Regions from separate parts of the Mus musculus genome. Here regions 2 and 3 are each linked to region 1. A link is a contact called in public promoter capture Hi-C data. All regions are on one chromosome and are shown on one strand. The core of a region is the stretch at or near the end of the contact, and the rest is flanking DNA. Distances in the headings are between cores, read along the strand shown. Region 1 holds the start of Gng11 (guanine nucleotide binding protein (G protein), gamma 11). Region 2 has its middle 50 kb from the start of Gm52885. Region 3 overlaps Vps50 (VPS50 EARP/GARPII complex subunit).

Region 1 (2,752 bases), core at 249-2,748:
GCTATTTTTAGCCAACCTTTTGACATTAAGACATAGGGAATTTAAAACAACAACTGGGTTCTTCAGACAGATGTGAGTTTGTCTTGACAGTTCACTAAGAAGCCAAACTTCACCAGACAGTCCAACTCTCAACCTGACAAATTCTGGTATTTCAAATACAAAAAGTCCAACGTTTAAACATTTCCTTTGTTAAAAAACAAAAACAAAACCAAAAACGATTGAGCATATTTAGGTCTTAGAGACACCACACACCCCAGCAGCTCACTCTCTTCCTTCACTTCATAATTTTAAAATGGGAAAACAAAACATAAGTGAATTTTAGCTATGATGGCTCAGGAAGAGTTGGAAGGACTACCAAACAGCACTCATTAAATAGCCCATTGTTCTTTTCATCTTAATATATTCAGTGAGGACAGTCAGCAGAGCCTGGTGAGAAACTGCACAAACAAAGCTTGTGCTTACTAAACAATGATGGGTATCTAAGGTCAGGTACCCTGAAATATTCAGTTAATGGCTCCACTCTTCATCCACATTTAACTATGAGTTGGGAGGTTGTCTCTGGGAAGAACAGGGAGTCGAGTACTGCAAGGGCAGGTTTCCTACGTAAACGTTATATTTTACTTGTCCTTGAGCAGTATGACCAACGGAGCCAGTAAAGGTTGGCATTGCCTGCTTAAGTATGTCCCGGTAGACTCTCCTGGCTATCCAAGGCTGCTCTCTGTGAACCATGTTCTCATAATGTAGGGATTCTTCTGCTTCTAAGTGATTTTGCTGCTTACATCCAGGAAAGGAAGTCTGCCAGGAATTCAAAACGTTAAAAAGCAAGAAAACTGCCCCTTCGTGTAGAGGAGTATTCCCAAAACTTGCGGGGATGGAAGAAACTCTGGAGGGGATTTTGAGCCTCTGTTAGGCTTCTCTGGGTGTCCTCTATTCTCCCAGAGTTACGTCTTCCTTCCCCAAAAGTGAAAGCTCTATTATTGAGAAGCCAGATGGTCATTTAATGACAGGAAACACCCCGCATCTCAAACCACTTCTGTCCTCCAAACATATTTTTGTGAAAGGCCTTTTGAGCTTTTAGGAAACCACGTGGAATGTGTCAACACAATTCTGCTGTATACTTCTGAGACCTAGCTAGGTTCCATATTGCTCTTCTTTTCCTCCCCAATATCCACTTTCCCCACTACGTGTATGGAAAAGTTATATGCTGTGTATTTTTAAAACTTGGAGAGGTGAAGGATCTAAGGATCCTTAGTTATTTCCTGCTGAGTAGTGTTCCTTTCCTGGCTTTAAACAAAACCCGGATGTTAAGTTGGACACACACACACACACACACACACACACACACACAGAGAGAGAGAGAGAGAGAGAGAGAGAGAGAGAGAGAGAGAGAGAGAGAGAGAGAGAGAGAGAGAGAGAACAAAAGTAAAACTTCTGTCTCCAGCCCAGCAGCTCCCCCGGGCGTGGCAAGAGTCCTGTGGCAGTCCAGCCCAGAGCTGCGACCTGGTCCTGTTCCTGCAGGGTCTGCAGCCTGCCCAGAGCAGCCAGGAGGATGTCCCATATTTAGGCAGACTGCCTGGCTACAGGGCTGCTGCGGCCTGGAGAAGCCGCCCTGAAGTTGGTTGGAGTCTGGGAAAGGCCATCGGGAGCAGGCTTGGGCAGGAAGCCGAGCCCCCGGGGAGCTGGGAGCTGCGGTTCCCGAGCCAGTCACGTCCTGCGCGCGGGGGGCGGTAGCCTGGGCCCGCGGGTATTTGGGGAAGCGTCCCAGTTCTAGGCGCTTCCAGTGGCTCCCTTGCACAAGTGACTTCTGGGCCCAGTTCTGGGGCAAAGATGCCTGCCCTTCACATCGAGGATCTGCCGGAAAAGGAAAAACTGAAGATGGAGGTTGAGCAACTTCGCAAAGAAGTCAAGTTGCAGAGACAACAGGTAAGGTGGCTGGCTATTTCAGAATTCACTCTCAGAAATGCGCCAAGGTCAGGATTACTGGATTAAACGATGAGGGGTAGGGGTGGGTGTCTTTTTCTGGGAGCTTCTCTTTAAGGGGGCTCCACCTTCTAGATGATGTGGGGGAATCGCAAAAGGTGAGAAGAGCCAGGAACTAATAAGGAATCTAAAGCCAAATGTTATCAAGACAGAGTCCCAAACAGGGGAGACAACCAATCCCTTAAAGGGCAGCTGGCTTCCATTCTGGAAAGGACGGTGTATGATAGAATGTTTCTAAAACCACATTGAAAATCTCCCAACAATTTTAGCTTTAATTTTGCAAAGATCCTGACTCCATTGGGACTTGAGAGCACTGCCTGAGTTTCTGTTATTTGCAAATTGTATGCAATTTCCATTTTGTCTTGGAAGTGTGTTAAATGATTAATAGACTTTACTGTATTGACTTATAGACACATAATTACATTTATACTGTATGGGATATGGCTGCAAAGTAAAATAAATAAATAAATAAATAAATAAATAAATAAATAAATAAATGCAGGGTGTGGTGGTGCATGCCTGTAATTTTCAATCACTTAGGAGGTGGAGGCAGGAGGGTTAGGAGTTCCAGGCCACCCTGGCCAGTCAATGAAAAAATACCCAGGAGTGTTCACTGAAACTCCATGGAAAACTTGGAATTTTTACTTCAATTCTTTGTTGATAGTAAGCGCCTTGATTACATTAATCTTCTTTTCCCACTCTGTCAAGCAACCAGTCGTTTAGAAAAAAAAAAAACTTTTGGATAGCTTGTTCAATTTGAAGAAAAGTAATT
Region 2 (3,053 bases), core at 391-2,890, 380 kb before region 1:
AAGTGGGGAAAAGCTTTGAAGATATGGGTACAGGGGAAAAATTCCTGAATAGAACAGTAATGGCTTGTGCTGTAAGATCAATAATCGGCAAACGGGTAAATTGCAAAGCTTCTGCAAGGCAAAAGACATCGTCAATAAGACAAAAAGGCTACCAACAGATTGGGAAAGGATCTTTACCAATCCTAAATCAGTAGGGGACTAATATCCAATATATATAAAGAACTCAAGAAGATGGACTCCAGAAAACCAAATAACCCCATTAAGAAATGGGGCTCCTAGCTAAACAAAGAATTCTCACCTGAGGAATATGAATGGCTGAGAAGCACCTGAAAAAATGTTCAACATCCTTAAGCATCAGAGAAATGCAAATCAAAACAACACTGAGATTCCACTTCACTCCAGTCAGAATGGCTAAGATCAAAAATTCAGGTTACAGCAGATGCTGGCAAGGATGTGGAGAAAGAGGAACACTCCTCCATTTCTGGTGGGATTGCAAGCTGGTACAACCAGTCTGGAAATCAGTCTGGTGATTCCTCAGAAAATTGGACATAGTACTACTGGAAGATCCAGCAATACCTCTCCTGGACATATATCCAGAAGATGTTCCAACTGGTAATAAGAACACATGCTCCACTATGTTCATAGCAGCCCTATTTATAATAGCCAGAAGCTGGAAAGAACCCAGATGTCCTGCAACAGAGGAATGGATACAGAAAATGTGGTACATTTACACAATGGAGTACTCCTCAGCTATTAAAAACAATGAATTTATGAAATTCCTAGGCAAATGGATGGACCTGGAGGGCATCATCCTGAGTGAGGTAACCCAATCACAAAAGAACTCACACAATATGTACTCACTGATAAGTGGATATTAGCCCAGAAACTTAGAATACCCAAGATATGTATCAAAAGATGGCCTAGTCGGCCATCACTGGAAAGAGAGGCCCATTGGACTTGCAAACTTTATATGCCCCAGTACAGGGGAATGCCAGGGCCAAGAAGTGGGAGTGGGTGGGTAGGGGAGTGGGGGGGGGTGACTTTTGGGATAGCATTGGAAATGTAAATGAAATAAATACCTAATTAAAAAATAATAGATGGAAGTCCATGGAGGAGAGTTCTATTAAAAGAGAGAGAGAGAGAGAGAGAGAGAGAGAGAGAGAGAGAGAGAGAGAGAGAGAAAGAGAGGAAGAGAAGAGAAGAGAAGAGAAGAGAAGAGAAGAGAAGAGAAGAGAAGAGAAGAGAAGAGAAGAGAAGAGAAGAGAAGAGAAGAGAGGAGAGTGTCAGGTTCCCTGGGGTTGGAATTACAGTCAGTTGTGAGTTGACTGACATGAGTTCTGGGAACTGAACTGAGTTCCTTTGCAAGAGCACTAAATGCTCTTAACCACGGAGCCATTTGTACCAGACAAATTAATCTGTCTGATGTGGAAAGCAGCCATCACAGCCCAACTCTCTGCAGAGAAGCGGTAGTATGCTGACTTAACTTACCCGAAAAGAAATGTTCTCTATTAGCCAGCGAATAAAAGCAAAACAAAAAGGGAGGTGTTACTTGATTGTTTACACTAGCATTGTCATCAGGATGCTGTGTTCATTATGAGGCTACGTGATACCACCTTGACATGGATGTACTGGGAAGATGTGTAAGGCTACATGCAACAGAGTATGACTAAAATGTGATCTTGCTACTCCAAGCTTGAAGGTACACTGCGTTGGTTTCGGTTTCTCTGGTCGCCTGTGGTTTCCACCATGACCACTAGGTGGCAGCTGTGGCTCCAAGCTGAAGAATGTCTAGGGACAAAAGCTGGAAATTACTGTTACCGAGGAAGAAGCCCCTTCCAGATCTTTCGGTTATGGCTTGGATATGAAGTGTCCTTCCTAAGAGGCTGTGTTGAAGTCTTGGCTCTGGTCTGATGTTCTTACTGAGAGGTAACTGAATTACAAAGACACTAACTCCATTAATGGGTGAGTCTGTTGATGAGTACACAGCGGAAAGGGCTTCCCAACTTGGACACGTTACATAGTTACATAAACCCTTGTGTCTCCACACCCTTGTGTCTGTGTCTCAAATGGCTCAATAGAGACCCAAACCTCTCCTGTCATATGCCAGATTGCTCAAGTAAGTCAAGAGAACTCCAGATTTAAGGAGAACTGTGCTGTAATTTAGGTATCTATGAAAAACAATGGCTTTACTACCTTGGTACGCTATAGGGAGAGTTGTCAGGAGGTAGATCCTTACACAGCAGTGGAGCAAGGCACACTGTCTCTGTTCCTGGAGCTCAAAATAACGGAGTAGGGAATTTTGGGCAGGAAGTAAGTCTGGCTACTTAATTTAAAATATATATTTTTATTTTATTTTATTTTATTTTATTTTATTTTACTTGGTTTGTTTTCAAGGTAGAATTTCTCTGTGTAGCCCTTGGCTGTACTGGAATCTGTAGACCAGGCTGGCCTCGAACTTAGAGATCTGCCTGTCTATGTATCCTGAGTTCTGAGATTGAAGGCATATACCACCACCACCACCAGCACCACCATCATCTCTCTCTCTCTCTCTCTCTCTCCCTCTCTCTCTCTCTCTACCTCTACCTCTACCTCTATCTCTCTCTCTCCTGTGCACTAAAAATTATGATTGGCATGCCTTTTTAATAAATGCATATGACTATTCTGGACTATTAAGAGCAAAACATAAATAAAAAATAAATAAAAAATAAAAAGAAGGTGAGAACTAAAGTTATTCTTAGGTTTCCATAAAGCTTTGTGCACACATATATATGGGCATGCACACAGACATAGGAACATACCCACCCACCCACATACACACACACACACACACACACACACACACACACGATCCTGATAGAATTTTTTTCCCTAACAGTGTATCAGGATGGCCATCTTCACCTGTTCACCAGCCAAAATTCCAAAGATGGAAGAGTGATGAGACAAGTTGACTTTTGAAAATGCCCAAAATGCATCCTTAAGTTTGCATTGATATACTTTCTCCTGATGAAGCACATCAAGACTATGAGTTCTGTGAACTTAAAAAAAAAAATACA
Region 3 (2,966 bases), core at 184-2,683, 490 kb before region 1:
GATACTGTGTCTGGTACAATGGCATATGTTATTTACTTTCATTAGAGGAAAACATAATTCTAACACCTATACATGTATGTATGTCTGTACATACCCGTGGTTTACAAGTCCCAATTGTTGCCTTGCTTCTTATGGCTTCCTAGTGTTTTCATGCCATGTTTTTGTTTTTCAAATCAAGGCTCTTTATTGCTTGATTCTGCATCACAATTTCATAATTGCATTTTGTTCTGGTCCTCGCTTTAAACTTGGATTTCTCTGTGTTCTTCTGTCTTCTGAATTTCTCTTTCCTCCCTGGGGTTGAGAGCACTTGTGCGCTGGTCTTTTGTCTCCTTTCTTCCCTCCGCTCTGCTGGCCTTGCTGTTTATTTGTTCATCAGGCTCTTTAGTCACTGCTGGAGGGCAAGGCCGATTTTTACTCAGCCCTGGCTGTGCTGTGGAGGAGAGTTTTACATGTGGAGAATAAAATCAACATTTGCTCCATGCGGCTCCACTGACCGAGGGTCGGTATCAGAGCCTGTGAAGCAGGCTATCAAGCCTAAGTGATGGCACCGTGGGCCCAAGTGTTCTTGTGCTTTCTCGGCTTTCGTTTCCTCTGTCTGCAGTTGGATCCACGACTTTGTCTCTTTCCAGCTTTAACTATGAGATGCGTTGATGTACATTTTCTGTATTTTAGTGACTGACCGTTTTGTTGCATTTTTATAGCATTTACTTGTTGGCAAATTAGTTTTGGATTTTCACATTTTAAAGAGCTTTTACAGTGCACTAATCTTAATACTCATTTAATTATACTCTGTAACTATAAAATAAATCCTTAAATACTTCATTAATAATATAACAGTTGGCAAGACTGAACTGTTTATTTCAAAATTTACCTGACCTATCTCATTATTGTAACCTCTTTTTTCTTAACATGTTTTAATATGCCGTAAAGGGTTTTATTTGGATCTAGTTTTTTCTGTTTGCCTTAAAATTTTTATAGGGAGTCTTTTGTTCATTTTGTATATAAAATATCTCATACTTATGAACTACCCTGTTGATTCTATTTTAGATACAGAATTGCATATTTTTGTACATCTCTAATGCTAGGCAGTGAGTTTTTAACTCTAGCAAAATTATGCAACAGTTATATTAAAATATGCAGTGTAGCTGTTTGTGTTTATTTTTCTCATTTACATACAGAAAATACTCTTACATTTTTGTGATTTCTCATTAATAGAAGCATTATGAGTTTATGGACCATGGTGCTTACCACAACTGTCTTTGTCTCATATTTCTTTTGACTATCCCTCCCTGTTAAATTACAGAATGCCCTGTAATTGTTCCTGGAGTGCTGTGGATCTGGGCACTGCACAGCATCACGATGTAGTTCCCAGTGTGGCTGGGACTAAGCAGGCGGCCTGCTGAGGGAGGAAGTGTGTAGGGAGGGATGAGGTGGAAGGAAGCAGTGCCTGGCAGGCTGCACATGCAGCAGCTGCAAGAGACACAGTCTCTTCCAAGCAGTATGAATGAGCTCAGATGTGCATTTCACAGAGAAGTCACTAGATGGGCTGGAAGGAGGGCTGTTTTATTGGGATGCAGTGATGTATCAGGGTATCTGGGTCCACAAAAGTGTTAACGGGAGAAAGACCACTGTCACAAATCATCAAGGCCAAACTAATTAAAGCAAGCAATTAGTTAAAGCAAGCTTTTTTATTTGTGTACACAAGCTGCCTCCTCCTAAGGTGGGGATTGAGAGGTCAGACTTGGGTGTGAGGAAGACAAGGGTTTGTTTGTTTGTTTGTTTGTTTATGTATATAGCGCAGGGTTTCTAAATCAAGGATTTGGTGGGTTACTAGAACAGAACATAAGCATAGCATGTTAGCCATAAGGGCCTGCTGAAACAGAGACATGATTACAAGTGGTCGTGACAACAGGTAGTCATAGCAGGGTAGCCATAACAACCCTTTTGAAACCAAGTTAGGGTTGCAAGATGGTAATTAATTTTTGAAACAAAGTTATGATTGCCATTCCTGGACCGGGCAGAAGGGAGCCATTTGTAGTTATGGTTACAAGGAGGGTATAGCCGCATCCTTGAGAAACAGAGTTTTAATCATAAACTGGAATGCACTTAGTGTGTCTTTACTATAAGATGGCTTTTAAGCCTAAGGTTGAGGCATGCTGGTTGTTGAGAGGCCCTCACTGTATGCTCTGCCTTTTCCTGCCTTGCTCCATTTGTCTCTGCCCTTCACTTAGGATTGTCCCATTAGAGTATGAAGTGCTCCATGTTGGTTCCTCGTGCTCTCGGATGCTGACTGAATAGATCTCTAGGAAGGACTGGCATCTGACCTTTGTATGCTTACACAGATTGTAATGGTTTTATAAACCCATCATATTTTTGAAATGTACATTTGTGAGATTTTTAAATGAAATCACATTTTCCCTTTGGCAATTTTAATAACTTTAAAGCGGATGAAAAAATAGGTTTGAAGAGGCTAAATCAAATTTCCAAGGTTGTAGAGATGCAACTAAAGCTGGAGTGTCTTTGCCTTCAGGTCAGCCCGCCTGTCCTGGGTTGCAGGAGAGCATCAACATGCTGTTGTGTGCTGTAATGTGCTAGTTACACCCTGAAGATGAGAGGGTCGCTTGATCATTGCACGCCTTTGAGGTTTTGGACTTAGCTAGCTACAAATGATAGTTTCCAATTTAGTAACGTTCAACATTTCTTTTTGAATGGTACCAACTGCATTTATTTGATTGTGGTGCTTAGGTGACATCACACTCTTGAAACTTGTATTTGAGATGCCAGTGCCTTTTTAAGGGAAGGAGGTTTATGAGAAAACTCTGAGTTCTCTTTCTAGTTCATCCTTCTCACTTTATATTTGCATTTAATGGGTGGAGGCTGCCTGTCTTCCACAGGTGGTGTGGGTTTCACCACCCCACAAGTTGAGCACCTACTGTCCGTGGTGCTAAGTGGATAACTTCCTTTTC

Evidence for each region. Promoter capture Hi-C pulls out the DNA fragments that hold promoters and counts their contacts.
Region 2: a contact with region 1 is called in a promoter capture Hi-C map of the HPC-7 cell line, with 4 times the contacts expected there. The contact joins the enhancer-like site here to the promoter of Gng11 in region 1. A contact is called at or near these places in 7 of 39 promoter capture datasets (the 3T3-L1 cell line, the HPC-7 cell line, cranial neural crest and 2 more), 1 of 115 datasets of contacts at active chromatin or transcription factors (embryonic stem cells) and 1 of 9 other capture datasets (pancreatic islet).
Region 3: a promoter capture Hi-C map of the HPC-7 cell line shows a contact between it and region 1, with 3 times the contacts expected there. The contact joins the enhancer-like site here to the promoter of Gng11 in region 1. A contact is called at or near these places in 6 of 39 promoter capture datasets (the 3T3-L1 cell line, the C10 cell line, the HPC-7 cell line and 3 more), 2 of 484 Hi-C or Micro-C datasets (embryonic stem cells and group 2 innate lymphoid cells) and 1 of 9 other capture datasets (embryonic stem cells).

What each region holds. Positions count from the first base shown.
Region 1 is chr6:4,002,489-4,005,240 of GRCm38.p6, forward strand. It overlaps Gng11 (guanine nucleotide binding protein (G protein), gamma 11), which reads left to right and starts at 1,499. Exons shown (of 2, transcript NM_025331.2): 1 at 1,499-1,923. The coding sequence starts at 1,828.
Region 2 is chr6:3,618,976-3,622,028 of GRCm38.p6, forward strand. No RefSeq gene overlaps it. Among named protein-coding and RNA genes, the nearest start is that of Gm52885, 50 kb to the left of the region's middle. Within about 2 kb of position 1,641, at least 24 of the 459 cell types and tissues checked have an H3K27ac peak or open chromatin away from gene starts, as enhancers often do. A contact at or near this core is called in the HPC-7 cell line, where this site is marked.
Region 3 is chr6:3,511,383-3,514,348 of GRCm38.p6, forward strand. The region is part of intron 2 of Vps50 (VPS50 EARP/GARPII complex subunit); the gene reads left to right. Among named protein-coding and RNA genes, the nearest start is that of Vps50, 14 kb to the left of the region's middle. Within about 2 kb of position 1,434, at least 57 of the 459 cell types and tissues checked have an H3K27ac peak or open chromatin away from gene starts, as enhancers often do. A contact at or near this core is called in the HPC-7 cell line, where this site is marked.